Regions from separate parts of the Mus musculus genome. Here all the other regions are linked to region 1. Evidence: chromatin contacts called from public Hi-C and promoter capture Hi-C data. All regions are on one chromosome and are shown on one strand. The core of a region is the stretch at or near the end of the contact, and the rest is flanking DNA. Distances in the headings are between cores, read along the strand shown.

Region 1 (4,684 bases), core at 2,112-4,611:
GGTTTGCTGGCCTGTATGTATGAGCCCTGCATGCCTGCAGTGCCTATTGAGGCTAGACAAGGAAGTCTGTTTCCCAGCCACTGTACTTAGAGATGGTTGTAAGAACATGGATGCTTGGAACTACACTGCAAGAGTAGTGCCGACTCTTAACTTCTAAGCCACCTCTCTAGCCCTGAGACATTAGAACTCTTGTATGTTGTTGAGGGAACCAGTGCCTTCACTCTAGAAAACTGGTTATTCCTCAAAAAAAAAAAAAAAAAAAAAAAAAAAAGGTAAGCAGAATCACTATGTGACTCAGCATTTTCAATCCTAGATATATATCTAAGAGCTAAAAGCAAGAACTCAAACAAAACAAGTGCACTCATGGTCAGCACAGAGTTCATCACGTGTGACAAAGGTTGGGAACAGACCCAAGGTTCATTAACTGATATACAACAAATAAACATGGTACACAAAAATGGATTGTTATTTAGCTGCGAGAAGTACTATGTAGCCATTTCCGCCAATTAGAAACATTCTATTTTGGAGGATCCTAACACTCAGGAAGTAAAACCTACAAGTCTCAGAATTCCCTGAAACGGGTAAGATTTACAGGATTCTCTCCCCCAATGTTACATAAGCAGTAAGGGCCGCTGGGGAGAGATGCCTGCTCAGCTGTCCTGAGAACACGTACGCAGCAGCTTAGGAGCCGGCAGCCGTGCTGGGGTGTGTGTTCTGAGCAGCAGCTGCCTATGAGTCACCCAGGCTCCGGTAACTAACCCCTTGCCTATACCTCTGTAAGTAACTCCAGTAAACTGACTTGTTAAGCTAGACTTTGATGGAATCATTTCTTGGATCTGTTACCCATGCTCTACCTGGGGTCACAAAACAGGGAGGATGAACCCTACTGCAATGTGGGCAAACCTTAAAAACCATGGTATGCTAAGCAAGAGATGCCAGACACAAAGGTGTGCTATGCAACCTTATTTAAATGTATTAGGTAGAATAGGCAAATCCACAAGAAAAACAGATAAATAGGTTCTAGGGCTATAGGGAGGGGAATTAGGAGTGATCACTGAATGAACATAGGCTCTTCTTTGGTCATGTTAAACAGTAAACTCTAAAGCACGTGTTTAGCAAACAATGAAATGAATAGCTTCAAAGCAGGAGTGTAAGGGGGAGACAGAGAGAGAGAGAGACAGACAGACAGACAGACAGAGACAAAGAGACAGTCAGACAGAGAAGCAAATAGAGAGAGACAGAGGCAGAGAGAGACAGAGAGAGACAGACAGACAGAGAGAAAGAGAGAGGGACAGACAGACAGACAAAACACTTGGCTACACACATACTGGTGTAAAACAGTCCCAGACCTAGGTTAAGAAGCCTCTGTGGTGCTCAGCAACCGACAGTCACACAGGGCTCTTTCTCCATGACCAATTCCCCTACCACACGGATGACAACTCTGCCATCAGACGTGAGTTTAACAAGCCAGGCAACAAGGACACTTGTTGCTTGGTCTAGAACCTTCTGTCTTCTTCACCCTCCACACTCCGTGAACTTGGCAGCCCAGAGGTGAATAGAAGCAGGCAAATCCTCACTCTGTCCAGCAGGGAGGGAGGGGCTCAGCTCTTAGGGTACCTCGTCTCCCTGCCTAGAGCAGGGCAGGTATCCCCACATCTGGAGAAGTAGCTCAGAGTCAGCTGCAGACAGGCACCTCCCTGTTCACCCTTACCACCTACCTGAAATCAGGGGTGCAAAGTAAAAGGGAGGGTACTAAGGCAGTAGTTTCCGAAGCTTGGAAAGTCTGCTGAGCTTCAAACAAATGTGGAGGATATTGTAGTGAAATTTTGTTGCACAGTGTCATTAAGAAAGACAACTGCTATAGGCAAGTTTGGGGGTTCAAGGACTTTCAAGGACTTTCAAGGCCCTAGGCAAACCCTTGGTGCCCTGTTGCCTGGATTAGAGTCCTAGTGCCTGCAGATGCTCACCTTAGGAAAGTCACCAATTTCTTCTATATTTCCATTTCCTATCTGCTGAATAAGGCTGTAAAGGCACCTACTTCGTTGGGGTTGCTATGTAATGAGAGAAATACGCATAAGCGGAGCAAAGGGCACGGGATGCAGGATTCAATACACAATAGCCAAGAAAAGCAAATGTAGAGGACAGTGGCTGTTCTGAGAGGCAGGGGCACAACTGTGACTCACGGGGAAGATGAGGCATAAAAATACTCTGCAGCTTAGAGGGGTGTTTTACCTCTTGATGGAGTTACTAAAAATCATCAAATCATACACTTGAGCTGGAGGCATTTTTTAATGGAGAATACAAACCTTGGAAGACACAGCACAGGTACTTCAGCCTACCTGGAACCTGCTAAGCATCCTGTCCATGGGTTGCAGGTGACTGGCTATGAGACCGGCTTTGCAGGGAGCCTGAGGCAGAGACTCAGGCTCTCAGCCTCTGACTTGACAGAGAGAGACCTCAGGACACAGCAAGCTCCAGCTGGACTTTATTCAGAAACTTTACTTTTGTTAACTACTCCGGCTTGGTGGTGAACCTAGCAACAGCTGAGGGGTTGGGGTGGGGTACCAAAAAGTTCAGAAGAGCTAAAGATGGGGGTGCTGAAGGCGGCCAAACCAGAGGGATTCCTCTCAGCTGTAGTGTCGCGAGCCACTACACCACAGCGCTCGACTTCCTACCCTGCGGGCTCCGCTCCCTTCAGGATCAATGCCCTTAAGACAACCTGATCTTGAAGTCCAAGTTCTTGGCCGCCCTGAGACCCGGATTTCAGCTGCCAAACCAAGCGCTAACCCAAGCGCTAGTAACTTGGAGATGTCACCAACTCAGGTATGCCCCCGGTCACTGAAGGGTGTGCGCATATTTGGGTGACTCCATTGGTTGTCTGCCCTGACCAGCGGTTTAATCATTATGGGACCCGAGTTACGTTGGAGCCTAAGTTGAGGCAAATCAGAAGCTCGAGAAAATCGATGTGACTCTTAAAGAGCTTGGCTTCACAAATTAGGAGGGAACTCAGGACCAGCCAAGCGGACTGGGCTAGGGACACCCGGTGCTACAGGCGTAGCTCACTCCTGGATGGGCAATGCAAAGCACTGAGCACACTGGGTGCGAACAGCTGGCTTGGCGCCGCCGGGCAGTTTGCCCTGTGGTGCGGGGGTGGGGGTGGTCTTTCGCAAGCAAACTCACCTCCGATCCAGCCTGCCACAAAGTCTTCCAGCTGGAAGCTGCCCATGACCGACACGGCGTGCGCCTCGCCCTCCCGCAGCCGGCGCTACACGCGCTCAGTGTGTGTCGGGCATGGCCCCACCGGATCAGGAACACAGCAGAGGCGCGACTCCGTCACCCTGCAAGTTCTTCTCTAAACTCCGAGTTCCAGCCACCCGCGCTCGGGCTGTCAGCGAATGAGGGCGGGTGGCTGACAACCCGCCCCCAAAAGACCTTAAAGGCACAGCACTTCGACAAGGTGTGATCCAGGAGGCGGGGCCCCAGTCTCTTAGGGGAATTCCTTTGGTTCTTCTTGACACTACTCTCTCCCCAACAGTACAGCTTCTGAGTCTTCAGGTGGAAGCGCCAGCCAGAGGAACCGGTCCCTGTTTAACAGTTTGCAAAGTTCATCAAAAGACGGAAAGAGGGACGGACGCTTTACAACCACCAAATGTTGCCTGCAATAGAACTCACCTGGAAGACTCACCTGTGTTAAAGCAAACAGTCCTGCACTTACTAACGGAAGGTTTGGTGTTGCAGTAAATCTCCTCCCAAATATGCCCGGGCAATGAAAACATGACTCAGTTAATATGAATACATGCTGTGCGCCTAGATTGGGCAGATCTACCACTCCACTACCATCTTCCACAGTTTATGAGACCCCTTAGAACTTGAGGTTTCTCCAGGCCATGTGCTTCTGCTCTTCACCTTCCATTTTCTCCTCCTTCTCTCTCCTCATCTTCCACTCCACCTTCCCTTTTATCTGCCCAATCAGCAGCTCGCCTTTATTTTACAAATTAAGGTGGGAAGCAGGTTTACAGGAAACCACCTGAGTGCTGGCTGACTCATTCCTTGTTCCCATCCACTCACAGGAGACCAGAATTAATATCAAATATAATTATCCCCAGGGCTATCCACAACAGTTTGGGGAGATGGGTTAGTGGAAAGTTCACCTGCTGTGCACGCATGAGGACCTGAGTTTGGGGTCCCAGAGCCCATACAAATGCCTGACATGGTTGGGTGCCTGGAACTTCAGAGTTGAGTGGGGGGGGGGGGGTCCTCATAGACAGGAGGAGCACTTGACAGCTTAGTGGGAAACAGCATAGGAGACTTAAGGTTCTCCACACATACACACACACACACACACACTGTCTCTCTCATATGCACATACATGCGTGCACACACATATACACTCACATGCACACACATACATAGATATACCTGTACACAACTCACACAGGTGTGCATGCACACATATAAATATATACACACAAGCACATACATGTGTGCACACACATATATATGCATGCAAACACATACATGCACATACATACACATGTGTGCATGCATACATGTACATACATATACATAAGCACACATACACATTCACAGCACACATACATACACATGCATGCACATACACACATTGAGCCACTGCTGCTCCATCCCCCTCCTGAGATGACACTTGGTGGGGGTTAGTGTCGCT
Region 2 (4,564 bases), core at 1,758-4,257, 370 kb before region 1:
TTCTTAACAAATTAAGCTATATGCTCCAGTTTGTGTTGCCCATATATTATCCACTGGAACATGGTCATCCTACCGGAGCCACATCCTTAAAGAAAATAGACCCTCCCCCCTCACAGAAGCCATCCACTGTCCATAGCTCCTGAGGTAGGGGTGAGGGCTCATTCATTTTATTGATTTTCGCCATTCTGACAGGTGTGAAATGGAATCTCAGAGAGGTTCTGATTTGCATTTCCCTGATGCAAATGTTGGCTGTTTGTTTAGGTGTCCCCAGCCATTTGTGTTTCTTATTTTGAGAACTCCCCACATAGTCAGGTACCCCATTTTTAACTGGGATGTTTGTTTTTTTAATGTCCGGTTGCTTAGAGTTCTTTATATATTGTAGATATTAACCCTCCATCAGATCCATAGTTGGTAAAGATATTTTCCCACTCTGCAGTTTCCTGCTTTGACCAAATGATGGTGTCCTTTCCCATATGGAAGCTTTCAGCTCTGTGAGGTCCCTTTGATTTGTGGTTGATCTTAGTGCCTGCACTGACAGTGTTCTAGAAGTCCAGGAGGTCTTTTGATATACCAATGAGTCAAGTCATGTGTGTTCCCCACAGTCCCTTCTACCAGATTCCGGGCGTATGGCCGTCTGTTGGCATTCCTCCTGTGCTAATTGTTCTGGGGTTCTTGACTCAGAGTTTAACTAGACCCCACAGGGAAGGGGTCTTTTACCTTCCTTTGTCTTTTTTCTGTCTTCCTTTGTCTGTCTCTCTAGCCTACCCCAGTAGGGCTCTTATGATGTTACCAGAAGCACAATATTATTTTATATAAGAGAAAATCCTGGCCCTCAATTAATTGAAAAATCATAGCCTATATTTTTCTTTTATTTTTGTGTATGGCTGTTTACATACATGTACGTCTGTGCACCCACATGCATACCTGGTCCTAGCAGAGGTTCAGAGCCATCATGTGAAGGCTGGGAATTGAACCTGGGGCCTCTGGAAGAGCAGCGCTCTTAACCACCAAGCCATCTCTGCAGCCCCCAGTTAGCTAATTTTGTTCCAAACCTTTAAAATTAGAGAGATCTGGAGTCAAGTCTAGCTCCATACTTTACTTTCTATTTTTGTTTAGTTAACTTTTGTGTGTCCACTTCTCATGTGTAAGATGAGGATTAAAATCTCTTAAGTCATTTTTTTGTTTTGTTTTTTAAAAAAAAACTCTTAAGTCAAAAGGTTTGTTTTGGGTTAAATAAAAATGATGCAGATTGAAGATGTGTGCATTATCCATGATCATAGTAAAAGTTCACTAGGTGGTAACAGTTATTATCAATACTACCTCTTTTTTTAAAAACCTCATTCACTGTACTCCCGTGTTGTAAAAGAGAATGATAACAGGGTGAGGAGGGAAGGCTTGGAGATTTTGGGGGGGGGAGCAGGGGAGGGGAGGAGGGAGGAGGTTTGGGAATTAGGGGTGGGGTGGAGGTGGTAGTGGAGGTGGTGGTGGAGGAGGTGGGGTAAGGATGGGGTGGAGGGGGGTGGTAGAGGTAGTGGAGGAGTTGGGGGTAGGGGGATGGAGGTCGAAGTGGAAGGGGTGGAGGTAGTGGGGGATTAGGGGTAGGGGGCGGAGGTGATTGCTGCTTAGTAAGTATTAATTACTGTCACATATTTTAAAGGGGTTGAATGTCAAATGTCCCTCCTGGTAGATAAAAACAAATGGCCCTTCTAACCACAGAATGGCGGGGTACGGCCATGACCTTTAGCGAACTGTCCACGTAACGCAAATGTGGTAAAAGATGAGCAAGCTCCTGTCACAACCACTGCTTCCTGCCCCTTGCTCCCAACATTTGCTGGCTAACAAATGCAGGGTTTTCTTGAATCATGTATGTTTTCCGGTCTATGCTGCTTTGGCGTCTCGTGGAAAGATGGGCGCACTCTCCTTAATGTCACGATGCAGGCTGCAGCATTGTTCTATGTTGACTTCTATTCCCCTGTGAGTTGTATTCGGTCCCAGCTCAGCCCACAGCACAATACTGTCCTTGCCTTTTCCGGTTCACCTTGGGCGCTTGGAAATGTTCCGGAGCTCTTGCTGCGCGCATGAGCTCCAGCTATGGGGGCCGAGCGCCCTCTTGTGGCGAGCCTTGCCGGCGAGCCGTGCAACCAGTTCAGTATCAAAAACGTAGGCTGGAAGAGAGGTGGGTTCAGGTTGTGTGAAAAGACTTCTTTTCTGATGGAAACAGCTCCAAGATGAACATCCCTTTGTGTGAATCACGCAGTGCCGTTTGTTTTATGCCCACCCAGCTGTGACAAGCTGGTTCAGGCAGAGTCATCTGCACCGGAAGTCCAACCTCGGCCTCCAGGAACATAGTTCCAGAAACTACAGCTACCTCGGAGCAGCTTTTTCTGTTACAGCTGAGATGGAAGGTGGAGAATTGTAGGTGACATTAAGACAGGAACTCATTTTAGTGCCTGTTTAATAGAAACATTTCATGATTTCATGTGAAATGTATGTGTTATTTATCCATAGAGAGCAGCAGGTATTTTAGAAAATACATACTTTGTCTTTCATGGGTTTCTGAATTCTGACTTTGGTAAGAACTTAAAATCTGTGTTATTGCATTCCAAATGTAATTTGGAATGCGCTACATTAAACTGTCGGCACAGCTTCCCTTACTAAAGGTTTCTCTCTATTATAATTAATTTAACAGAGAGCCTAGCTTTGAAAATAAAGAATAAAGTTCCTTCCCCCCTCCATCTCCCGTGGGGTGCCAAGAATCGCCTTGTAATAGGCTCTCTATTTGCACTTACTGGCTCAGAAAAGGGCCCCATACCCCCAAATCCAATCTTTAAAATGGCAACAGTAATGCCTGCTCTACGGGGCTGTTGTGAAAATCACAGCTAATTTAGTGTGCGGGCTAATTTAAGTTTCTCAATGTTTTTCATTTAAGCTTCGTTCAGCAGTTCTCAACGGGGATGCTGCTGGCTTTGTCAGCAGGGCAGTTTGTACCGCGTGGTGCAGTCTGGGGCGATAGAGGATGTTCAGCATCTGGGGAGTACTCTTGCCCAGACACTGAGAAGCAGGCACCAGCACTGTCCAGGAGGGAGGTAACGGCCCTCGCCTGAGACGTACTGTTTGTCCTGACACCTAGGAGCCAGGCTGAGTGCTGTTCCTTAGACAGTAGGCCTGTGGTAAGGCCCAGTAGAGGCTCACTCAGCTATAGCGATTCTTGTAAGGCAGCTCGGGCCACAGGACTCACCAGTAAACACCAACATTGTCCCTCCAATAGTGCTGTGGCAAGGCTGTGTGGCTGGTCACCCCCTTTGAGACCCTCACTCAGTCAGTGAGAAAGGCTGCCAGCATATACTTTTGGGGTGAAGGGAGGGACAGAGCAAGATTATGTTCACAGGCAGACCCTTCAGATTCCTGGTCCCCGGAAACTGATTTGTTCTGGCTTGTGGCTATCTGAACATGTGGTTCGAAGTCTGTTCAGCCACTTCACAGGCATTTATCCGTGCCTGCTCTGCACAGACCCTGCCCCAAGCTCTTGGCATGTGTGGCTTAACAGTCAAAGTCATTCAAGGCTAGTGAGATTGTCTGCCGTGATCACACACAGGGACAGTGTGGCTCAGAAAACCCAGTTGACTGAGTCCAGCCCATGCTGGTCTCTACTGCCTCCTCATGCTTCCCCAGTGTGGGGCTCAGCTCCTGTGCATGGAGGAGGGGAATGTGATGGTTAGCCCTGCAGCCTTTGTCAGAATGGATATACACGGGACACCACAGGAGCTCACGGGAGACCAGGAACCCCACCCAGACTGCTGGAGTTAAGGGCAGCTTCTGGAAAGAGATCACTCCTAAACTGAATCATGAAGGATGGCTGGGAATGAGTCAGATCTGAAGTTAAGTTCTGAGCAGGAGAGACAGTTCATTCCAAAAGAATGGCATCTCGTGTGCTAGGATTACCCAAAGGCAGAGAGGACAACCGAGAATGCTACCTGTGCCTAACGGGCAGAGAGATTGCTCAGCAGTACAGAACGCTTGCTGCTCTGCAAAAGGACCAAGTTCCAGCACCCCTTCAGATGGCTCACAACCACTTGTAACTCCTGCTTGAAGGGCTCTGAAGCCCCTCTACCCTTCTTGGGTCACTGCACCCATGCAGACATAAAATAATAAAATCAAGTCTTTAAAGATGCCTACCAGAGCAGGTTCCCCCCCACACACACACACACACAAGTAACACACACACACACACACACACACACACACACACAAGTAACACAGATTCTTTCCTTTCAGCCAGGGATAAGTGGTGGCCTTCAGACCCCCAGATCATCTCGGAAGGGCTGTACGCCATTGCGGTTGTCCTCAGCTTCTCCCGGATCGCCTACATCCTGCCAGCCAATGAGAGCTTCGGACCTTTGCAGATCTCCCTGGGAAGAACTGTGAAAGACATCTTCAAGTTCATGGTCATTTTTATCATGGTATTTGTGGCCTTTATGATCGGAATGTTCAACCTGTACTCCTACTACCGAGGTGCAAAGTACAACCCAGCGTTTACCACGTGAGTACCCGCTGCACGCTGCTC
Region 3 (4,217 bases), core at 745-3,244, 310 kb before region 1:
TTCCTCAGCTATAAAAGGGGAATAACAGCACCTACCTCGTGGGACTTTCAACACAGACATTTCAGGTCAAGGGCTCGGCTCGTGTCCAGTACGTCAGACATGCTTGAATGTGAGCTGTGTGTTTAGTCAGGATGCTGGCCCCAGAAGTGCTTACAGTAGGACAGAGGCTGCTTTCTACGAGAGATTTGCAGTCTTCTCACTCCTGTGGGACAAGATGGTAGAGGTCTTCACTCTCCAGCATGCCCGCCTATGTCAGGGGCAGCTCGTCTCTCCACCATACCCAGGTAGGAGAACTCAAGACGTCTCAATCTAAGGTTTCTTCAGGATCTTCAATATTAACTGCATCAGCATATGACTGCCCAAGGTAATAAAAAAGCCTGGTGGCCATGTCCTTTGCTCATATGCAGAGGTCATCTGCTAAATGCCTGTCCACTCCATCAAATTCCCCCACCCCCACTGCCCTACAGCCTATCATCTACCTCCAATCAGAACTGTAATACTTACCCGATTGCAGCGTCTGTCTTCAGTCCCAGCTTACTTACACTAACGGCTTCTCCTCTCTCACCTGATTAAAAACAAAAATCCTAACTCTGCCTACAAGGTCTAGAACCTTCTAGCCCACAGCCAGCTTCATGTCCTCATATTCTTCTTGAACTTGAAACCGCCGTTTAATCCCTAAGAACCTTCCGCATTAAGCTGCTTTCTCTTCCCTCTGGCTAATGCCGTCCCATACTTCTGATTTCTAATCTTTGTCAGAACTTGTTTGAGCTCCCCAGACTGATAAGTTATATTCTTGGCTAGCCCAGCCATTGGGGAGATGAACTCGGCTGAACAGGGTGAACTGCAGAAAGCACAGGCTGCCCATTTCCCTGTGTCTGCTTCCGGCTTCTCACCTCACTCTACATTCCGAAAGGGTGGTCATTTCAAACTCAGTGTCTTTGACCTCACCTCCAGACTCCAGTTCCCACCTTTCTTACGTCCCTAGCAAGAGCAACGTCATGACTGTAATTAGCCTGTCTCTTCCCCCACAAGTGCGTGCAGTCATATGAAGACATCTACCCTGCTCACCACTTCCTCTACGATGCCTAGCATTTCTTTTAAAGACACCAAACAAGCATCCAGTGGGCATTTGTTAATTATACTGGGGAAACAGCTAGGGTTTAAGGTGAGGTTGGCCTCTGCATATTCATTGACTTTGTGCCTTAAACCTGTATCTTAGAAAATACGGGGTCGAAACTCTTCCTTATAGACTGGGTCTCCAAGCAGCCTGTTCCCCAAAGGTGGTAATCCAGTGTTAACAACTAGCTTTTCTCGTCTCTGTGGATGTAACACTTGAGTTATTATTATTATTTTCTCCCTTGGAGACGGAGCACAGTTTTATATTAGTACATGGTCCTAATTTTGCTTCCAACACTCTACTTCCTGCAGGAAAGAAGGGATCTTGGAACTGTCGCTCCCATGCCTTCTCAATGGCCTGGCATGGGAACGTTCAACCAACTTCCTCACCTCTTCCTGGACTTGAACCCAAACTTAGCTTTCCACTGAGATCTTCCCTGGCTGTGACATCTACGGTTGTGACTCCCCCCGCCCCCACTCACTTCCCATTTCCTCCTCAGAACTTACCAGTGAACGGACATTTTATTTCCCTTGTCTGCCGCCTCCATTGAGAATGAAAATGAACAGGAAAAGAATTTATTTTATCTGTATATCCACAGCATGACACGTAACCGTTCTCAAATATTGGCTGGATTACGTTGCTCAAGGTCAGAAGAGACAGGCTGGGGAAAGGAACCAAGTTGTGCAGCACTGGGCAGAGGTAAGGTCCTGCCTGTCCCTAAGCAGACGATGCAGGGTAATTTCACCAAAGCATTCTCTCTGGCATCCAGTTCATTTCGTCTGTGTTTGCATTTCTCTCCACCTTTGTTGGCAACACTCAGGTGGCCTAACCAGTTCTAAGTTAATGAAAAACTTCACAGACGTGTGAGGAGATTAAGTGTGGGATGTTTGCTGTTAATTACCCTTCTGAACTAATGTTGACACAACTGTGAGCTGCACAAACACTATCCAGGTCCTCTCGCTCTTTATCGTCCACAGAAGCTTCACTTTAACTTTCTAGGTTCTAGAGGTGTCCTCTGGGGCAGCCCACATGAGCGCCAGCCATGAAAGGCCTTCCCCACACGCAACAGTTGGGGAAGGACCCTCATGGTGTAAAGCAGATTACACAGATTGGAGCACATTCAACCCTGGGCTCTAAAATAGTTCATGTCTCTTCTGATTTTCTGTCTTCAAACACATCAAGGAAACTGCACCCCTTTCTGAGAGAGCACCAACTGTCAACAGGCAGAAACACCAGCTGCACTGTTGACTTTATAGGTCAGCCGAGCAACAGTCGGGTCTGCCGAGGCAGCAGCTGCAGGTACCTGTCATACCATGGCCCAAGGGTTCCATGAGAAAGAAGAGATCTACCCGCTCTAATTTCTTAACTGAATTTCCTTTGGGAAATTTGGGTGATGAGATCTGATGATGTTGAACTCGAATCAATTTAACTAAAAATTGTCCCCATTACATAACTTAGAAGGTGAACCCTAGTATTATAATCAGACCAGACTTCAGTGTTCTGTCAACATGTCAGACTGCAGACTTCATCGTTTTTGGGAACTGCTCCAGCAGGGATGCAGGTCTGTCATCACAGAAATCCCAAGTGCTGACACAGCAATAGCCTGGAATGTTCTAGAAGTCTCGTGGACAACCCTGAACAGCTCTCCTGCATTGTGCTGCTCTCAGATGGCCTTTTGCTCTTGGAAAGAGCACTAGCATCCCAGATGAGAGAATTTTATTTAAACTATGTAGTTATACCCAGGTTTACATGCCATACGTTTCTAAGGTAGATAATAGTATGGTCTTTACTATTATTTTAGTCTCCTCTCTCCTTCTGTATTTAATCTCCCTTTTTCCTCCCCTCTCAGAGCACCGCCTTCACAATCAGATCACTTGCACCTGTTTCTCTCCCTATTGCTCCCCCAACAATGTCAATGCCCCCCCCTTTACTTTCCTGGTTTCTACAGTTACTCCAGTATATGCTCTAGCTGAAGATCTGGAACCAGGAGCCTCAAATAAGAGTGAAATGTGACATTTCTACTTCTGGGTCTAGATTTATCTATTCAGTATGACTGTTTCTAGTTCCACCCATCTCCTTGGAAAGCTCCTGGTTTCCTTCAGAGTGGAATGCCTTCCATAGTGTCTATGTACCACATTTTCTTCATCCAGTCATCAGCTGAAGGTCATTTAGGTCATTTCTATTTCCTAGCTATTGCAAAGAGAGTACCAATGAACGTGCTGAGCATGTATCTGCTGAGTCTTTGGGGCACACCTGGAGGAGTGGTCTAGCTGGGTCATATGGTAGATTTTTGGTGTGAGAATTCTCCTCACTCATTTCCTTAGTTATTGCACCAACTGCTACACTCATAAAACTCTCACCAGAATGAGTACCTAAACAGGAGCTGAAAAATGACAAGGACATGTCAAAGAGGACAGGTGAAAGACCCAGAGGCCCTAGCCCCACACACGGAACTACAGGAAACCGGGCAATACTGAAGGCACAAGAGGGTCTTACTGGAGAGGAGCACAGATGGGTCATCTAGGGCCAGGTTGCCAGCCCTGAAGGCAGGCATGTAGGTGGCATTGTACAGGCTGAGTGAGCAGGTTGTTTGGGAGTATACATGTATGTGCATATACATATGAGCATATAGGAACAATTACTGAGGCCATGCTTGGAAGGAGAGCAGAGTGGTGTCGGAGGACTTGGAGGGAAGGAAGGGAAGTAGGGAGAAGCAGGTAGAGAGCACCACTCATAATCTGGGGCTGGAAGATGATGGCACAGTAAGGGAAGTACTAGGCAAATATGAGGGATAAGGTCAGATCTTTAGAACCCACACAAAGCCGTGTGTGTGTGTGTGTGTGTGTAAGAGATACCCAGGGCTGGTGGGCAGAGACAGATGGATCCCATGGTGTGTGTGTGTGTGTGTGTGTGTGTGTGTGTGTGTGTGTGTGTGTGACACCCAGGGCTGGTGGGCAGAGACAGATGGATCCCATGGTGTGTGTGTGTGTGTGTGTGTGTGTGTGTGACACCCAGGGCTGGTGGGCAGAGACAGATGGATCCCATGTGTGTGTGTGTGTGTGTGTGTGTGTGTGTGTGTGTGTGTGTGTGTGTGACACCC
Region 4 (4,792 bases), core at 545-3,044, 450 kb after region 1:
CAGAGGGTACAGAGCTCTGCAGCAGGGCTGACCTGGGCATCCTGCCCAGGCACTCATCCTGGGCCGGCCCCATGCTAGGGGTGACAGCAACATCTCTCCTGTGAGGCTGGTGCCTCATTTGGGTTAGCAAGGGTTTGGGTGGGTCATCTCCCATCACCTACCTCCAAACAGATCTCTAGCAAAACCACAGGCTTAATGGACTCTCTGAGATCAGTTCCCCAGTCTATAGACCCTACGGCTCCTTTGCTCTTGTACCTCCCTCAGCTGTTTCCTGCATGTGCCTAGCAGAGTGGTAGTTGAGAAGAGGAAGGACCTTCCTTGTCCGTTCTATACACTGAGTTCTCTCTGAAACTCCAGCTAGGAAAATGAAGCGTAGACATCTCCCCACGTGGACTTCCAGTCAGCCATTAGCCTCCAAGGTTGCACACACATGCCTACATATGTAAACACACATAAACACACTCTAACCTGGCACAATCCCTTCTGCCAAGGATGATCTCCAAGGAGGGAAGCTGGGTATGTTGAGAAAGCACTGTCCGTCTGTCCATCTCTACTCAGCACTCAGGTAAAAGGTTCTAGGACAGAGTTATGGACACCCAGGCAAAGCCAGGGGCAGCAGACAGTCCAGCCCCAGGGCCTGGCTCACACAGAGAGAAACAGGCTGGAACTAGACCTTGAGCCAGTCACAGAGCGACCTAATGCCTTGGTGTGAGAGTAGGTGGAGAATGGCCCCCTACCCCAGGCCTGCAGGACATGGCTTCCAGCATGCATGCATGTGCCTTGCCCGAGTCCAGGAGTCTTCCGCGATGCACGGGGCCAATGTTTTGATGGCAGGCCTGATTTCCAGCTCTAGGACACCAAGAGCCTGGGTCCCCAGGGGAAGAGGGGCTTTTCCACATCTGCCTCAGCATGGCTCAACTCCTGATGAAAAAGCCAGTTCAGCATCCATCTACATCTTAGCTAGCCGCCATATTTTTTCATATCTCTTCTATTTGTTCTCTGAGAAGCAGACTGACGGTAACTAACGAGAAAGGTTTAGAAGTGAGAGGTGTGTGCAGGCTGCTTAGGCACCTACCCTGTGTTCCCAGGACTCTAAGCCAGAAGGCTGAGAGAGAAGACATGCGACCCAGCCCTTTAAATGACATCCCTGACCACATAGGGTCTCTGTCAGGTGAGAGATGAGGCTTTGACTTGGAGACTGTGGGAGAAGGTTAGAGACCGGCTATGGGACTCACTAGCGTAGGGACAAGTGACCTCACACGCTATGCCCCTCATTAAGCATCCTCCTTCATTCCCTCCCTCCTCTGACAAGGTCACCAATTATAAGATGCCATTCCCAACTGGCAGATGGGCAGCCATGAGACTCAGAGGGAAGCCCAGATACTTGCCCTCATCCAGCCAGCAGGGTGCTCCACATTCCTGAGCCATGCCCTCTGCAGTAAAGCAGACAGCTCCCTGCAGATCTGAGGGACCCATACAGGGACACTGACTAAGCCTGGTGGTCCTTCCTGGGGCCACTGTCCCAAGCCAGTCCTCTCTCCAGGATATTAGAAGTCATGTAGAGTCAGCCCACCCAATCCCACCTTGCTCTACCCCAACTCTGGCTCTAGCTACTCAGTCATATTCTGTTCACGCTGCCTCTGCCTCCTCTGTGTACCTTAGTGGGTGTAACAGAACCTCCACAACCTCCTCCAGGCCTAGGGCCTGCCATCTTGGCCTCCCCTGGCACCTCTTCCTGCTGAGTCACTCTGCCTCATGAAGGGAGACAACTAGCACAACCACAGCCACATGACTCTCGTACAACTTGGCACCAGGTCTGGAGTGGACTCGGGATGTTTTTGTGAGCCCCACCCAGGGCAGGTCTCCACACCGGCACATGCCTCGTACTTGAATATTAGCGGCTGCGTGTGGTGGGGTGTTCCTGAAAGGGACACAGGTCTGACAGTACGACAGTGTGGCTTTCATAAGCTGTCCTATCCGGAGGCCTCTGTTTGGACCACAGAAAGTCCTGGGACCTGAACACACTGGCTAGGGGACCAAGATCTGATATTCCTCTCTGCCACCAACTCACCGTGAGTTAGGGAAGTCTCTGCTCTTCTCTAGTGACTACACACAGTTGGTGTCTACACATAAGAGAACATGGGCAACTTCCCAACTTAGTTCTTACAAACTGAGTTTTTAGGTTTTCTCAGGGACCATTCATTGTTTCTCAGCAGAAACTTGCCTGTGGCTGCTATGGGCCTGGTAACCCACAGGGCCGGGCAAGTGTTTCCCTTCCTAAGAGAGAACTCGGACCTCACCTCACCCTTTCTTCCCACTCAGGGCCTTCCAGGAAGCTCCAGAAGGAGAGACCTTGCCCAAATCAGCAATCCCTCTCCCTGGGCAGGGCAGGGTGAGGCAAACGAGGCCAGACAAGTGGAAAAGCCACCAATCAACCTGTGGGCACTGGCAGAGACTCAGGGGCAGGTCTTACCCCTATAGGGAGGGAAGTGCATCATAGGTGATCTTGGGCCTCAGTCCAGTCCTGGGGGATGGAGCAGGCAGGGTTTTAGAAGTCACCAAAGCCACAGAAGCCCAGGGCCCAGGTAGGCTGAGGTTGAGCCAGACATCTGGCCAGAAGGTTTCCGCAGTCTGGCTTAAGAGAGGGTACTGCCCTGCCTATCCCTTGTCCATTCTCAGCCAGGACCCAAGCGAGAAAACAGCCCAGAGCCCCATGCCCTGTAAGTTAGCACGATGCACCAGGTACGACGTCCAAAAAGCTACAATGATAGTTGTGTGCCAAGGCTCATTGGCATTAAAATCAAAAGGAACAAGAGCCAAGGTCACCCGTTGTCCTTAGTGTGGACCAGCAGAGCCATGGGGCCAGGCTGATGCTCTGTATGGAGCAAGGTAAGAAGCCCAGGCTGTTTCCCTGCGGGTCCAAAGCTGTCCTGGAAGGGCGGATGGATGAACGCACCCTGGTATGCTCTGTGAGCCTCTTGGTCCTAAAATCCCAACCACATTTCTTTCCAAGAAAGAGAAAGACATTTCCAACTAAATATTCCTAGATTATTTCTTAGGGGAATATATGCTGTTTTTAACTCGTTGGACTGGACATCTGCAAGGAAAGGCTCCCATCTGAAACCAATCTAGGTCCAGCCTGACCTCAGAGGGCAAAGTGGGCTGGGAGCTCCAAGGTCTTTGCTTGCAAAAGCTTCTCACTGAGAAACGTGCTTTCAGACACCGCAGACAGAAAGATGTTCGCATTGCCAAGTACACAAAGCCCTGGCTCGGCGTCAACTGTCCCCAAGAGTAGACAGATATGCTCTCGTCATTCTACCTCCGTCCTGACACCCCTGTTCTCGGTGTCCTGCAGCACCCTGCAGTCCAGAGTCAGGGCAGCCCGATCGATCAGGGGCCATCCGAACGCTGTCCTGCCACTCACGACACCTGGCAGTCAGTCTTCTTCCCCTTCAAGATACTTCCAGTCAGCCGCAGCCATGATGTGAATAGTAACATCACACACGCAAAGCAAGCGCTTCAAATTGGGGCGTTATTGTACTTCACCCTGTTTTGTTTCGCCCTCTCTCCCATTTTTCCACTGGAGACCTATTTGTCAAATCCCACTATACACGCCTGGATGAAGTCTTTGACACTCTGGACCTAGCCTCCCAGCACTCCCAGCCTCCTGCCTTGCCACTTCCTGTCTTACTCCACAACTGTCCAACTCCTTCCCAACCTCTTACCACACCCCCAGATCTCTACCTCAGCCTCCTGCCTCAGCCCTTCCTTCCCAGGCACCAGAGTGTAAGTGTGCGCTATTTAGACCCAGCTACGTGACCACAGCCAGTCACCTGCCTACTCTGTTCCCTCACAGTCTCAGCACAGTGCCCGCCCTGAGGCCAGCCTTCAACAGTACTGTTCTCTAGGGGGAAACTGCCCTACTAAGAGACAGTCCTGGTGACTGGAGTCTGGTGGTTAAAACCAGAGTCCCCTCTGTAGGTGTGCAAGAAGGTCCTTCAGAGACAAGTCAACAGGGCCTGACATGTTCCCACCCCAAGGCCGGTAGACCACACATTCCCTCCTTTCTGCTTCATGAGCCGTTTGCCCTATATGCCAGGGAGCAACAGGAACAGATGTGTGTCAGTGGGTTAAGTGACATGCGTCCAAGCACCCACCCCCTTGCTGAATGAACCGCATCTATCAGCCAGACCAGACGCCACTGTCCAGTCACACAGGAGCGATGCTCACTGAGATATGAAGTGAGTACCACACGTCCACATGCCTCCTGCAAGTCTAGAAATGGGCAGATGGACAGGATCAAGCCAGAAGGGGTGGGTGTGATTTCTTCCTCCTACGATGCTCATAGCCAGGGCTGGGCTGGGCCTGCTTCTGAGACAGCTTCAGCAGGTGCCAGAAATGGGCAGATGGCATTATTTACCTCTCATCTGAAGCATTGCCCAAGTTAATCTCCCAAGGTCTCAGTTTCCCTTCTCTAAGAAAGGGAGACAACAAAGGGACCTCATACTTAAGTTATTTTTAAAAAAACAATAAATCAACACTTCCAGCAGGTTTGGCACACAGTAAGTGCCCAGTAAGTGCTAGGTATTAATTCCCTTCATTTTACACAGGAAGAATTCATTTTAAAAGGCAAACCCAACAGGCATAGTTTAGAGCTTCTGCCTCATGTCCTTGAAGCCGTCCCTCTAAAGGGGTCTCCCTGGCTAAGTGCTCCCAAAGGGAACTGCCAGCCTCTACCTAGTCTACAAACAGCAAAAAGGACTGTGTGGTGGAGGGGCCACATGGCTTGTTG

What was found. Promoter capture Hi-C pulls out the DNA fragments that hold promoters and counts their contacts. Hi-C and Micro-C count contacts between places; a contact is called where the count stands out from the background.
Region 2: a contact with region 1 is called in a promoter capture Hi-C map of hippocampal neurons, with 3 times the contacts expected there. The contact joins the enhancer-like site here to the promoter of Slc25a48 in region 1. A contact is called at or near these places in 4 of 39 promoter capture datasets (the 3T3-L1 cell line, hippocampal neurons, pre-B cells and 1 more), 1 of 115 datasets of contacts at active chromatin or transcription factors (pancreatic cancer cells) and 1 of 9 other capture datasets (adipose tissue).
Region 3: a promoter capture Hi-C map of liver shows a contact between it and region 1, with 5 times the contacts expected there. The contact joins the enhancer-like site here to the promoter of Slc25a48 in region 1. A contact is called at or near these places in 7 of 39 promoter capture datasets (the 3T3-L1 cell line, embryonic stem cells, hippocampal neurons and 3 more), 1 of 484 Hi-C or Micro-C datasets (embryonic stem cells), 1 of 115 datasets of contacts at active chromatin or transcription factors (embryonic stem cells) and 1 of 9 other capture datasets (liver).
Region 4: a Hi-C map of epidermal suprabasal cells shows a contact between it and region 1, with 3 times the contacts expected there. The contact joins the enhancer-like site here to the promoter of Slc25a48 in region 1. A contact is called at or near these places in 3 of 39 promoter capture datasets (embryonic stem cells and stem cell-derived epiblast-like cells), 1 of 484 Hi-C or Micro-C datasets (epidermal suprabasal cells), 4 of 115 datasets of contacts at active chromatin or transcription factors (the 230-238 cell line, embryonic stem cells and pancreatic cancer cells) and 1 of 9 other capture datasets (embryonic stem cells).

Annotation. Positions count from the first base shown.
Region 1 is chr13:56,437,032-56,441,715 of GRCm38.p6, reverse strand. Slc25a48 (solute carrier family 25, member 48) reads right to left here and starts at 3,361. Exons shown (of 8, transcript NM_177809.4): 1 at 3,181-3,361. The coding sequence starts at 3,226.
Region 2 is chr13:56,804,489-56,809,052 of GRCm38.p6, reverse strand. It overlaps Trpc7 (transient receptor potential cation channel, subfamily C, member 7), which reads left to right. Exons shown (of 12, transcript NM_012035.3): 7 at 4,276-4,540. Among named protein-coding and RNA genes, the nearest start is that of Gm52066, 41 kb to the right of the region's middle. Within about 2 kb of position 3,007, at least 37 of the 459 cell types and tissues checked have an H3K27ac peak or open chromatin away from gene starts, as enhancers often do. A contact at or near this core is called in hippocampal neurons, where this site is marked.
Region 3 is chr13:56,745,433-56,749,649 of GRCm38.p6, reverse strand. No RefSeq gene overlaps it. Among named protein-coding and RNA genes, the nearest start is that of Gm45623, 6.3 kb to the left of the region's middle. Within about 2 kb of position 1,994, at least 28 of the 459 cell types and tissues checked have an H3K27ac peak or open chromatin away from gene starts, as enhancers often do. A contact at or near this core is called in liver, where this site is marked.
Region 4 is chr13:55,989,888-55,994,679 of GRCm38.p6, reverse strand. No RefSeq gene overlaps it. Among named protein-coding and RNA genes, the nearest start is that of Gm31542, 82 kb to the right of the region's middle. Within about 2 kb of position 1,794, at least 37 of the 459 cell types and tissues checked have an H3K27ac peak or open chromatin away from gene starts, as enhancers often do. A contact at or near this core is called in epidermal suprabasal cells and pancreatic cancer cells, where this site is marked.